3 separate regions of the Sus scrofa genome follow, and regions 2 and 3 are each linked to region 1. A link is a contact called in public Hi-C and HiChIP or PLAC-seq data. All regions are on one chromosome and are shown on one strand. The core of a region is the stretch at or near the end of the contact, and the rest is flanking DNA. Distances in the headings are between cores, read along the strand shown.

Region 1 (4,122 bases), core at 915-3,414:
CTAAAAAAGAAAGGTGTGCAAAAGGCCTGGTGTTGACCTGCACACAGTGTATGTGGGTAGCCTTCCCACTCCCACCCAGATAAAGAAGTGTGGACCTTGCACTCTAACTTATAGTGGAAAGCCTTCAGGAGTCTTAAGGAGAAAAGTCCCATATGTGTTCAGTGGCCTTTATTTCAAAGACAGCATTTCTGGCAGCAGTGTGCCTAGGTGGTTTGGAGAAAGGCAAGATTTTGGAGGGGGCAATATATTGGCTTATTTAATTCCAGTAGATTTTGATTGGTAGGTTACTTCTCAATTTTAATTGGTAGTAATAGATCCTTAAATAAAATTAAAAAAAATTTTTTTATGGCTGCACATGTGGCATATGGAAGTTTCCAGGCAGAGGATTGGGAATTCAAGCCCACACCATAGCTGCAGCAACTCTGGATCCTTTAACTCAACATGCCAGGTCGTAGATGAAACCCACGCCTTCACAGCGACTGGAGCCACTGTTGTCAGCTTCTTAACCCACGGCACCACAGTGAGGACTCCAGATTTTAAATATTTTTAATACTGAATGAGCTTTCATGGAACCTACTAGGTCTTTTTGTTGTTTCCCAGGGCTATAGGTACACGATCATAGTATAATCTGGATCCCATATTTTTTTCCTTTTGTCATCCTGCCTGAGAGCTGGTTCCTGTGTCTACTGTTGCCACAACACCACTGCATTCCTGTGCATTCTTCCTTGAAATACGACTTCAGGTTCAATGTGTGTTTACTAAGGATTCCAGAGCAGAGCTTCTACTGCATCATGAGCCTGGAGTCCTATCGTTTACTTTTGTATCAAGGGATTCACCTGGTCCTGAAAGACTACTATTGGATAAATGAGAAAGTATTTTCCCTTTGACACATCATACTAATAGGTTTTAAAGCATCATACTACATCAAAATATTGGCTCTTGTATTTACAACTTGTGTGACTTTAGGCAAATCAGTTACCCTCTCTGAGCCTCAGTTTCCTAATCTATATAAGGCACAAGGTTATTATAAGGATTAAATGAAATGTATACAGTGCTTGGCTCCTCGAAAGTACTTTTATTTTTCTGAGTCCTTAAAAATTAAGCTTTCCTATCCAAGACTTTTATTTATTTACTTATTTACAAGTTTTATTTTATTTTGTTTTGTTTTTAGGCGGCTGACTGTCCCGGGAAGCTCTTCATCTTCCATTCCTCCCTGCCAACTGCGGAAGCACCAGGGAAGCTCAAAAACAGAGATGACAAAAAATTGATTAATACAGACAAAGAGAAGGTATTTGTAAACAGCTGCCCTTTGAAGTGTTCATGTGTCAGTACTTAAAAGGGAGTAAAGAAAGAGGGAATGTGTGCTTTGGGTAGGAAAAATGGGGAAGCTGCATGTAATGTATAAATTCAGAGCACTGTTTTGTAGGGAGATTTTAAATTACAAATAATTTAGGAAATTGTATATTCCTAGAGAAACTGATGTCTGAAAAATACCTATATCAAGATATGGTCTCAGACGTTTTTCCTATATAATCTGTGTAAGAGATTGAGTGATAAGACTACTACAGAAACGGAAGAAATGGGAAATGCAGAAGAAAGATCAAGAGAGAGAAAGGAGTGGACTGCGTGGTAGGACAGTAGTCCTGAGCCATGAAGTAGCGGTGCTTGGGGCTCAAAATACCCTTTGCTCAAACCTCTGGCAGTGTAGCCACCTGGACAAGTCAGGGGGAAGGATGGATCCTGAGGAGGGCATCCAGCCGCGGCCCCCATGACACCAGACGAGTGGCCGCATCTTGGTCTGTGAAGGGAGCAGCATTGGATTCATTAGATACAGTTGTCAGAAGATCCAATAAAATGCGTGCATGCCTGTACCTCACTGGGCACCTGCCTGGCGCCCACCGGGTGCTCCTCAGTGGCTGCTGCAAGGTGGTTACCATGGTTTGCTTCTTCAACCCAGTGCACTTAACTGGAAAAAAAAAAAATGTTCTCATTTTAAAAATTCAGTACGAATTCAACAGAAATGAAAATCAGAAACCAGAAACATTATGTGATTTTCTTATTCCCTTTGTGCCTCTTTGTCTTCAGATACTTTTCCAGCCTCAGACAAATGTCTATGACTCACTGGCCAAGGACTGTGTGGCTCACGGCTGCTGTGTGACACTCTTCCTCTTCCCCAGTCAGTACGTGGACGTGGCCTCTTTGGGTCTCGTGCCGCAGCTCACGGGAGGAACCCTCTACAAATACAACAATTTCCAGGTAAAGGCCCGCAATTGGGTCGCCTCGGGTTTTCCAGGGCCAGATTCCTTGCGGTGTTTAGGTCGTTGGTTGAGAAAGCTGCGCCCCCTTGTGGGAGACTGACAAATGTACATTCTAGAGCCAATGGAAAAGGGTAAGCAATTGCTTTCCTGCTGTTGGCAAGGGATTGAGCTCGTTCAGCCTCAGAGCTGAATATCAGTGTCAGCATCCACGTTGGGGAGGGAGTATATTTTATATAAAAATTTTATATTTTATATTATCTATATTTTAGAGATTTTTAAAAAATGACCGTATTTGTTTTATAAATTGTTATGAAGAGACTGAGCTATGCCCATTCAGTTCCTTTTCCCAAACTTAAGATCAATTAAATCATCTGCCCTCACCTGAGGAAACGGGAAGGGGAGTTCCCTCTCATTTTTGTATCTCCCCATGGGAACATGGAGTGGGAACCAGTGTTCCCCCAACATAAATGACAAATGTTTATCATCATCTGTTTTTATTTTAATAAATAACAATTATCTTTAATCACTTAGCTATATATTTATATTGCAAACTAGCTAAGGGGTTTGATAAGACCAAAGACTACACATGAAATAACCTTGAAAAGACTTTAAGAACCCTTTCTAAGATTTCTGGATAAAGTAAGATTTAATCACAATTTAAAAAAAAAAAGAATTGTTATTGTAAGTGTTTTACTGCCACCTAGTGGGTATGATCATACTTTATTTTTTAGGTGCACTTGGACAGCCAACAATTTCTGAACGACCTCAGAAATGACATTGAGAAGAAAATAGGATTTGATGCTATTATGAGGGTTCGTACCAGCACAGGTACTGTTCATTTATACTATTTTTCAGGTCTCTGTTGTAAAATTGTTTCCTCTTCAAAATAATAACAAAAAGAAAATATCAGTAAAATAAAGAGTAGCAAAATTCCCCTTTTTCTTTACCCTTAGGTTTCAGAGCCACTGACTTCTTTGGTGGCATTTTTATGAACAACACCACCGATGTAGAGATGGCAGCTATTGATTGTGACAAGGCAGTGACTGTAGAGTTCAAGCATGATGACAAACTCAGTGAAGACAGTGGAGCCTTAATCCAGGTGATTTGAAATTTAGCCCCATCTTTGCCTTTGTAGTGATCCGTGGGTAGACTCAGATACCTTCAATCAGGTTGGTCTAAATAAAGAAATTCAAGTCTGAGAGTTCCCGTCGTGGCTCAGTGGTTAACAAACCTGACTAGTATCCATGAGGACACGGGTTTGATCCCTGGCCTTGCTCAGTGAGTTAAGAATCTGGCATTGCCGTGACCTGTGGTGTAGGTCACAGACCTGGCTCGGATTCTGCATTGCCGTGACTGTGTTCTACGCCAGCAGCTACAGCTCCCACAGGACCCCTAGCCTGGGAACTTCCAAATGCCATGGATGAGGCCCTAGTAAAGACAAACAAGCACACAAAAAAATTCAAGTCTATTTCTCCAAAGGCAGAAGTCACTAGATTAGAGCCCTCAGTGGTGTATCCTCCATTCTCAACTCCTATGTGCTGTTTATGTGAAGTAACCATTATATGTCTTTGCCTGAGAGCCCTGCAGGCTTGAGGCCAGAAGGTCAGGAAGGCATCAGTGCCCATTCACACAATGGTTTGCTGCACTCCTGCCCTGCGCCACACCCCATACTGAGCACAGGTTGTCATGTTAGAAGCAGGTGTCCATAGGATTTGGCTTTGTAGTAAAATAAAATTAACTAGAAGCCATGGAGACTTCAGATTAAAACAGGAGACCATTCTGTCTAATGGTCAGGGTCTTGAAACAGGAGCATCACTCTCCAGGCAGGGAGCAAGCTCAGCCTCAGGTTGAGGAAGAACTCTTA
Region 2 (4,122 bases), core at 583-3,082, 220 kb before region 1:
GTGACTTAGGATCCATCCCTGTCACTGCAGCATCTTGGGTCACTGCAATGGTGCAGGTTCAGGCAATGGTTGGGGAACTTCCACATTCTGTGGGTGCGGCCAAAAAAGAAAAAAAAAAAAAAGGTGGCATTAGGAAGATATTTGATGGAAAAAGATGCTGGAAGAGATTGAAGGGGAAAAATTGAAATGAAGGGAGTAAAACCAAGGAATTCATGCCTAATCACCTTTGCACTTTCAGCAAAGTAGCTGAAGTTACCTCCATGCTTGATGGAGAATGAATTTGTTTTTTGGAGGTTTGCTCCTCCACCATCACAATCTCAAAAGAATTGTGCTGAAAGTAGAGTTTGGCCTCTTTGAATAATCTATTATGGTATTTAAGAACCGTCATGTTCTTTCTGTAATCAGTAAAGAAAGGCAAAGAAAAGAATATAGGGAGTTCCCGTCGTGGCTCAACAGAAACGAATCCAACTAGTATCCATGGGGATCCTGGCCTCACTCAGTGGGTTAAGAATCCAGTGTTGCCATGAACTGTGGTGTAGGCCACAGATGCAGCTCAGATCTGGAATTGCTGTGGTTGTGGTGTAGGCCAGCAGCTACAGCTCCAATTAGCCCCCTAGCCTGGGAACTTCCATATGCCGTGGGTGTGGCCCTAAAAAAAAAAAAAAAAAAAAAAAAAAAAGAATACAGAATTTCCAGACAGGTTTCTGGGAGACAGTCAATTGGTCTGCGTTATTTAGATAGCTTGTGCAATGATGTTTGGAAAGAGAACTTAAACATCGCTACTACAGTAGGCTAATCAATTGCAATTTGCTTATTAGCATCCTGTGAAAACTACCAAAAGGTATGTACAAATGACTTTTTGGGAAGGGGTGGGAGATGAGAAGAGTCAGTGCAGTGCACCTCCCTGTGATTTGGGTCACTGTAGACATCGCCCCAGAGAGCAGTACTTGAAGGACAGAGTGCAATGCTTTCCTCCTTCCCCTCCCTTTCCTCCTGCGTGTCCTCCTTTCATCTCCACTTGCCAATCCTGGATTTACTGCCAAAACACGGAAGAAAGGCAGAAAGGCAGCACATTTGCTCAGGTTAAAAGTGGTTATAAGAGTGACCTGTTAGTTGTGAAGAACTATGTGTCCCCCAAAAGGAGCATAAGCACCTGTAAACATATTCTGATTTTGTTCCCAGGTTAATAGTGAGATATATTTAGTTTAGCTTTTTTTTTGTTTTTATACTGTTCCACACCCCACTTTTTTTGATAGCATTCCAGTTTTAAATCTTCTCATATTGTGCCTGCCCCAAGCAATTATGTTACATAAGAAAACAATGTTGGTACCTTTAAAATTAGACATTTACTCCTTCATTCTTAAATGTGAGATAACTGCCAGGGAATGTTTTCTCATTGTTCGTGGTTTATTTCCTGAATTCCAGTAGCAATAGTGTGTAAGTGAAACCCACACTGCCTCATTTCCTGCTTAGGCTGCCTGGTAGGCAGTCAAAACCTACATTCCTAAGGCTTTGCTGCCCTCAAGTGGTCTAGCTTGAGAATAACCAACTATTTTGGGGGAGTTGGGGAGATGGAAACTGGGTTTCCAGTCAGTCCTCCTGTCTGACTCAAGCATTAATTCCTGACTGGGAAAAAAAAATTAGTATGTGCCAAATGTGAGAATCATGAGGGAAAAGGAAGATTTTATTTCTCAATATTCCCTCAAAAGGTATAGAGTAAAAATACAATAGCAACAGCCACAAGCTTGTTTTTGTTAATTATAGAGTAACTGCGTGCGTGTTGTCACAGGGACACAGCTGTAGGATATGAGTTGAACTGACTCCCTTAGGCCTTTGGGGTCAATCAGCTTCTCTAGGGCAACCCCCTCATCAGAACCCATGACATCATGTTCCACAACTAAGGACACACTGTTGTTTGGAAAGAATGTGTTCAGGGAAGACATTCCACTCTTCCCATGTGGCCGAGACTCTCAAAAAAGGAGGCCAGCAATTATGGTGATTACACTAATCACAGGGAGGGCTTGTGGGGGAGGGAACCGATGTGGAGGTCTCTAATGGCAGCTCTGTGGGGACTCTGCTCTAATTGGCCACCATCAAGACCCTCTAAGGTAGGTTTCCCAGACTGCTGATGGAGAAAGGAGGAGAACACCCTCAAAGGGATGAGCAGACTCAGGATGGGCTGGGCTTATGAAGCAGGTCGGTTATGGGGCTGTTGATTACTCAACTAGATAGCTTTTCCTGGAACAGGCGGACCAGCTAAAAATGCATGTGGTGCTGTCCCCTTGTGGCTTATGACCTTGTTCCTGGTATTTTGGGTGATTTTGGGTAATTGTGGAAATCCTTCAATAATGAAAGATTTTGCGATAGGAAAACCCTAGTTCTCGTACACTGCTCTTGGGTTGGGCACAGAGATGAATTGGGCGGGTCCAATGAATAGAAATGAGCTGTGGTTTAGCAGGCATCTGGTGCTATAGGAAAGCCTGGGAAAGAACACTGTGCTTAGTAACCTGGGATCTAGAATCAGCTCTGCCACACACTGGGTATGTGACAATGAGAGAGTCACTTGACCTTTCTGGGCTCAGTTTCCTCTTCTGCAAACTGTGGCGTTTGGCTCAGATTAGTGGTTGATAGACTGATGTGTGGAGGTGTGCCTCACCGGCTACCACCAGGACAGAGTCTTTTCTTCCCTCCCTCTGTAAGCAAAGCAAGCCCACTTTGCTCTGTTTTATAAATTGAAATTTGAAAACCACTAGATCAATGGGAGAGGGAGGTATGGGAAGGAGTAGAAGGCAAGTCTGGACAGGAAGTTGGAGTTACACTTCGGATATATTTTTATTTGAGCTGCAGGGAAGAGAGGGGGTGTATGGCTGCGAGCAGGGAGGCAATGTATAAATGATTTAGAAGGGAAAGCGACTAACCCAAAATTGCCTCTGGAAGACTATCAGGTTAGTCCAGGTGTAAAATGATAAAGGTTTGAGCCAGAGTGATGGCACCTGAAATGCTATGTGAATGTGTGTGTCAGGGGATGTAACTGAAAACTGGAATTGAATTCAAGGCCTCTGCACAGAGTAAAACATTTAGTTGGATAAAATGGAAAAGATTAGAGTCCTACCCATAAAAAGAGTATAGCCACTTTTCAACAGATGTGCTGTGGGTGTGTTTGTGTGTGTATCTGTGTATAATGTCAGGAGTAATTAGTGTGGTATATTTGTACCTATGATTAGCCATAAAGCCCTGGCATCATTTTTCAAAGTAAAAGAATATTCTTTAAAATTGAAAGAAAAAAAAATCTAGAAGCAGGGAGATGTGGTTGGATTCTGATAATCATTACTTTGCAGAAGAGGTTGAGTATTTTTCCATTTCAACAAGTCATTAGAAGTGGAAAACTCATTGGAATACAGATATACAGTCCATAAACAGAGCAAGGTAATGAAAATTATCCTGATTATTCACAAGCCAACTGGTGACAAGGATAATGTGCAGCCCCAATTTCCTGCAAATGGTTTGTAGTGCTTTTTTTGTAAAAAGAAAAATGAGTCTGACTCAATTCTTTTGTGTTTTACTTTCCTTTTTATCATGCTAGGGAAAATGTCATATTTTATGTCAGATGTAACCAGATAATTGGAGTTTTGACAAGCTTTTGCTTTGTTCTAGAGAACCAATCCTGTAACTATATTTCCTCTTGCCTTAACTCTTTGTGACTTCCTCCTCCTCTTCCCAGGATGGAAATCTCGCTTTTGGATTTCACCTGAATGCCTGGATTCTCCTACCACCTGTTAGTCGATATCCCAGGTGTTTTCTGAATCCCTAGGTTTCTCAGAATGTCTGTCTTGGATCCTTCATCTCTGTCTGTCACCCAAGTACTTGTCCATTCCCACTCTTAAAGTTTGGCTCTTTCTGAAAGGAACTGTTTGCCCAGACTACCCCCAATTTTCTGTTCCCATATTTGTCCCAAACTCTATTCTACTTTTCACACTCATCTTCCTTCTAGTACTAGTAGATTCAGGAATTTCCCTCCCAAATTGTTTCTTATTCCATGTGCAGGTCTTTGTCCAGATCTGTTAGCCCTGTAGCTGGGCTATGTGAGACCCATAATGTAAATATGCAGAAGAGTGGTGGGAA
Region 3 (4,122 bases), core at 418-2,917, 140 kb before region 1:
AATCCACTTCAGTCTCCTGAATTCTACATACACTGAATTAGGCATTAATATTTTGTCTGATGTTGCCTGCCACTGACTCCTAAAGAAATGCAGTGAAAAACCAGCTTTCTGTACCCTTTAATCACTCTGCCAGTTCCAAGCCGAAGACCTGAGGCAAGGTACTTAACTTCTCTGGGTTCTTTGCTCATCTAAAATTAGCAGATTGAACTGGTGATCGCTGAGAAATTTTCTAGTTCTAAAAATTTCTGCTTTTCATCTCCTGTTTTATGCTTCATGCTTGATGTTTGAAATTTTCACTAGGTGGCAGGATTCCACCATCACATTATGAAAGGGTTTTCTGGGTGCAGAAAATTTCAAAGAAACTCCTGTCTTCACAGTGAACAGTAAAAAAAAGGAATAAGCCAAAAGAAAAGAATAACTACAAAGGTTAGGAGTCCATATATTTCATAAAGATCTAGATCCATTTTTAAGGTAAGTATAAAATAGGAAATTAATCAAACGTTCTTTCATATAGTACTTCAATTTAGTATTAAAAGAAAGTAAAAGCCTTCTTATTTTCATGCATTTTAAGACTTGTTTTAACTGAATCACAATTAGACAATGTCAGATCCCCACAAGCAAACTGGTAAATATGTTAAGCTAAGAAACACACAAGCTAATGGAAGTAAAAATATCTAAAATAGTTAAAATCATTATTAGATGCATCTCAAGGTTACTTCTAAGTTACAGTGTATTCCCAGTGCCTTTGAATTTTATTTTGAGCATATTAGCCAGAAGAATACGCATGATGGAAGAAAGTACTTGAATTTTTCTATCTACTAGCCAAATCCTTAAAAGAGTATTCTTTCAAGTAGATTTTATGACCTCTCCATCATGTTTTTTAAATTATTGCTCCAAATGAGCCTTCCCATGAATGTTGTATAATGAATGTCACTACCAATACTTTATAAGAGTCCCCAAATAGCCAAGCTAATTGGTTATGCTGAGCTGGGCATTTCTCCTCTGCCCGGCCAAGTAAAGTGACATGAAACAATAACTCAACTGTATATTCTAATATTGCCTAGAAGAAACTTTTCCAAGTATCTTGCTGGTTGCTATAGAAGCTGATTAACTAGGCTTTTCTTCATCTGACAATTACAGCACCCTTCTTACCCCCTATTAACGACTGGTTTATTACATACATCCTATGTTACTCTCCAAAGGTTGGTTTGTTTCTTTTGTTCGTTTGGGAAAAAAAAGAAAAGAAAAACCAAACCCACATCCTAGAAGAATTCAATCAGCATCAAAATCAAACTTAAATATAGACTGCTGAATCAGAGCCAGAAAAACCCAACAGGTTGCTTTCATTCCTTCCTTCCCAGCCCGGTGATCCTACCTTAGCAACTTGTAAGGGCTGCTGCTGCTCTTTGCCACCTTGCAATCTGAACCCCCAGGGCGCCCCGCCGGTCATGGAAATGCAGATAAAATCCCCCGTGCCCATTTTCTTCTTTTAGTTGGGTAGCATGAAGAGCTTGAAAGGACAGACGAAGTCTGCGTGCGGTTGAGGCTGTGCACTCAGCTCCGGGGTCCCGCCCAGGACCAGTACTGGGGCGCACAGAGACTGGGCTGCAGCCGCCGCCGCTGGCCGGGTCGCAGCTGCTGCGAGTTTGCGCCGCTAATGGGATCACTGACAAGGCGGTGGAGGCGCTAGAGGCATTGAGGACGCAACCCACTCTTGCGTCACGCTCCTTTGCTCAGCCCACCTTCAGGGAACCGAAAGAGCCTCACACGTAAGAAAAGGTCCCCATTTTGAGCAAGATGCGGGGCTGGGTGGGGGAACCAAAAGTTCTCTAGTTCTTCCTGATTAAATCCCAGCCCTTAAAAGAAAGAATAATGGGAAAACTTCCATTTAATATTTCTATAAATAGTAGAGGACGCATGAAGGTTTTAAGCTGCAGGCCACGAGTGACATCCTAAAATATGAGTTCTGAGAACTCAACTACGAGAGGATTAGATTCTCTCAAATAAATGTTTTGAGAATTACCACACTGATGATTGAAACAGACAAGGGGAGTTAAAATGGATTAAATTATTCATTTTCTTAGCTTTTACTGTTTGCAACCTGCAGAACTAATCCCATAAGAAGAGAAAATAAAAGAAAGCAAAACATTTATTTAAAAGAAAAAAAAAACCCTTTTACTCTGAAATGTACTTTTCTGAACTGGTGTGTTTATAGTTCAGAAGAAAGAAGAGACAAACAAAAAGAGGGAGGAAGGATTTACTCCTGGAAACTGCGTTCTTATAACTATATCTAATTGCACGATTTGGAATATTTTGTTTTATTTTTTATTTATTATTATTATTATTATTTGTCTTTTTGCTATTTCTTGGGCCGCTCCCGCGGCATACGGAGGTTCCCAGGCTAGGGGTCGAATCGGAGCTGTAGCCACCGGCCTACGCCAGAGCCACAGCAACGCGGGATCCGAGCCGCGTCTGCAACCTACACCACAGCTCACGGCAACGCCGGATGGTTAACCCACTGAGCAAGGGCAGGGATCGAACACGCAACCTCATGGTTCCTAGTCAGATTAGTTAACCACTGCGCCACGACGGGAACTCCTGGAATATTTTTAATTTTCATTAAAAATTAAAGTAATGTTTCATTTTCTTTCTTCCTTAACAAGAAGAAAACTTCTTAAATCTTCATGGTCAGCCAACTGCATGCTATGTCATGGACAAATTTCTTTTATAGTTCTTCCGTCATGTGTTCTGAGTCGGGGTGGTCCAATATAAAAGTTGATTTTATATGTGGTCCAAAACATTTTAATGTTTTAAATCTGAATACATCCTACTAAATGTACAAATGGAACATTTTTATTTTCCCATAATACTTTTATTTTCCATGACATTCATCCACATAAAAACAAGCTAAATAAAGAAGAGCCTGGGAAAGTTAGTTTGTGGCACTAGACCAGTGACTTACAGACACTTTCCCTGTTTTAGTACTGGGAAGCATTAGACAATGATCAGTTACACAGTCCTGCTTCCAGAACCCAAACATGTCATGGGATTTTATTTGTGTCTCATCACTAGAGTAAGAAAGATCCGTAATCAGAGACTGTTAGCACCAGAAGAGATCCTTTGAGGGTCATGGGGACCAGACTCTCCGAATTTGATTCTCTTCAGAAAGGTGAATTGACTTTACCAAAAACCTTTCCTTAAAAAAAGAATTTTACAAGTGACATCGTAAATATAAACTCTGAAAACAAAAGAAGAGAACTTTTTACATTTATTCTTTCTACTTTCTCCTGTCTCTTGTCTTCACCCACTCCAATTTAGCTTCTGTCCCCACAAAAGGAAAAGTTCTCAGTATCTTATTACTGTCTTTCTCTTGTGTAGCCTTTGATATTATTGACCACGTTCTCCTTAAACTGTTTTCTCTTGAGGCATCCAGGATACAACATGCTCTTGGCTCTCCTCTTGCCTCACTAACCATTCCTCTCTTGCCTTAAACAGTTCTTGGCTTCAATTAATCCATTAAATGCTGGTGTTCTGTGCCAGGGCTATGTCCTGGTCCTCTTCTCACCTTACTCCCTTTCTATGGGTTCTGTCATTTACCCCAGGGAATTTAACCTCCACCCCTCAATTCCAGATCCCTTTCCTTAACTCCAAGCCAGCATATCCAACTGCTTATTAAACTTCTTTCTATGCAACTAGCTCACAGAAACCTAAAGCTCAGTATATTCAAAATCAAGTTCATTATTTCTCCCCCAAATCCTATCTTCTCCTTCTAGGTTCCCCATCGCAGGATAATTGACTAAGCCATTACCTTTCTCTTCTACATGGTTCCCTTCGACCCTGACTTAAATGTAAATATGATGCTGGAAGGTGGAACTGGGGCAGCCATCTTGTGACCATGAGGTAAAGCCAAGGATAAAAGCAAATACTCCAGTTCTGACTGAATTAATGCCAACAGCTATCCACTTCCAGTCCTCTTATTGTGTAATGATAATAATAATAACAATAACTCATACTTTTAAAAACTGCTATAGATCCAGTTTATTGTTAACTTGCAGCCAGCACACTCCTCACTGCTGCACTCAAGGAACAGCTTCTCCATCCAAACAGTTCTTTCAGATATAG

The links. A called contact is a pair of places that touch in the nucleus more often than the background predicts. HiChIP or PLAC-seq counts read pairs in DNA pulled down with a chosen protein or histone mark.
Region 2: a contact with region 1 is called in an H3K27ac HiChIP or PLAC-seq map of skeletal muscle. The contact joins two enhancer-like sites. A contact is called at or near these places in 16 of 47 Hi-C or Micro-C datasets (adipocytes, alveolar macrophages, embryonic fibroblasts and 10 more) and 1 of 2 datasets of contacts at active chromatin or transcription factors (skeletal muscle).
Region 3: a contact with region 1 is called in a Hi-C map of skeletal muscle, with 5 times the contacts expected there. The contact joins the promoter of SYNPO2 here to the enhancer-like site in region 1. A contact is called at or near these places in 1 of 5 promoter capture datasets (liver), 12 of 47 Hi-C or Micro-C datasets (alveolar macrophages, embryonic fibroblasts, fetal heart ventricle and 7 more) and 1 of 2 datasets of contacts at active chromatin or transcription factors (skeletal muscle).

Annotation. Positions count from the first base shown.
Region 1 is chr8:104,982,292-104,986,413 of Sscrofa11.1, forward strand. SEC24D (protein transport protein Sec24D) reads left to right here. Exons shown (of 26, transcript XM_021100700.1): 17 at 1,172-1,288; 18 at 2,086-2,256; 19 at 2,990-3,086; 20 at 3,212-3,357. Among named protein-coding and RNA genes, the nearest start is that of METTL14, 69 kb to the right of the region's middle. Within about 2 kb of position 2,165, at least 24 of the 83 cell types and tissues checked have an H3K27ac peak or open chromatin away from gene starts, as enhancers often do. A contact at or near this core is called in alveolar macrophages, omental adipose tissue, retroperitoneal adipose tissue and 2 more, where this site is marked.
Region 2 is chr8:104,758,874-104,762,995 of Sscrofa11.1, forward strand. The region is part of intron 2 of SEC24D (protein transport protein Sec24D); the gene reads left to right. All of the region lies in intron 1 of SYNPO2 (synaptopodin-2), which reads right to left. Among named protein-coding and RNA genes, the nearest start is that of SYNPO2, 83 kb to the right of the region's middle. Within about 2 kb of position 1,833, at least 31 of the 83 cell types and tissues checked have an H3K27ac peak or open chromatin away from gene starts, as enhancers often do. A contact at or near this core is called in alveolar macrophages, omental adipose tissue, retroperitoneal adipose tissue and 2 more, where this site is marked.
Region 3 is chr8:104,842,502-104,846,623 of Sscrofa11.1, forward strand. SYNPO2 (synaptopodin-2) reads right to left here and starts at 1,668. Exons shown (of 5, transcript XM_021100699.1): 1 at 1,376-1,668. The coding sequence starts at 1,480. The region is part of intron 3 of SEC24D (protein transport protein Sec24D); the gene reads left to right.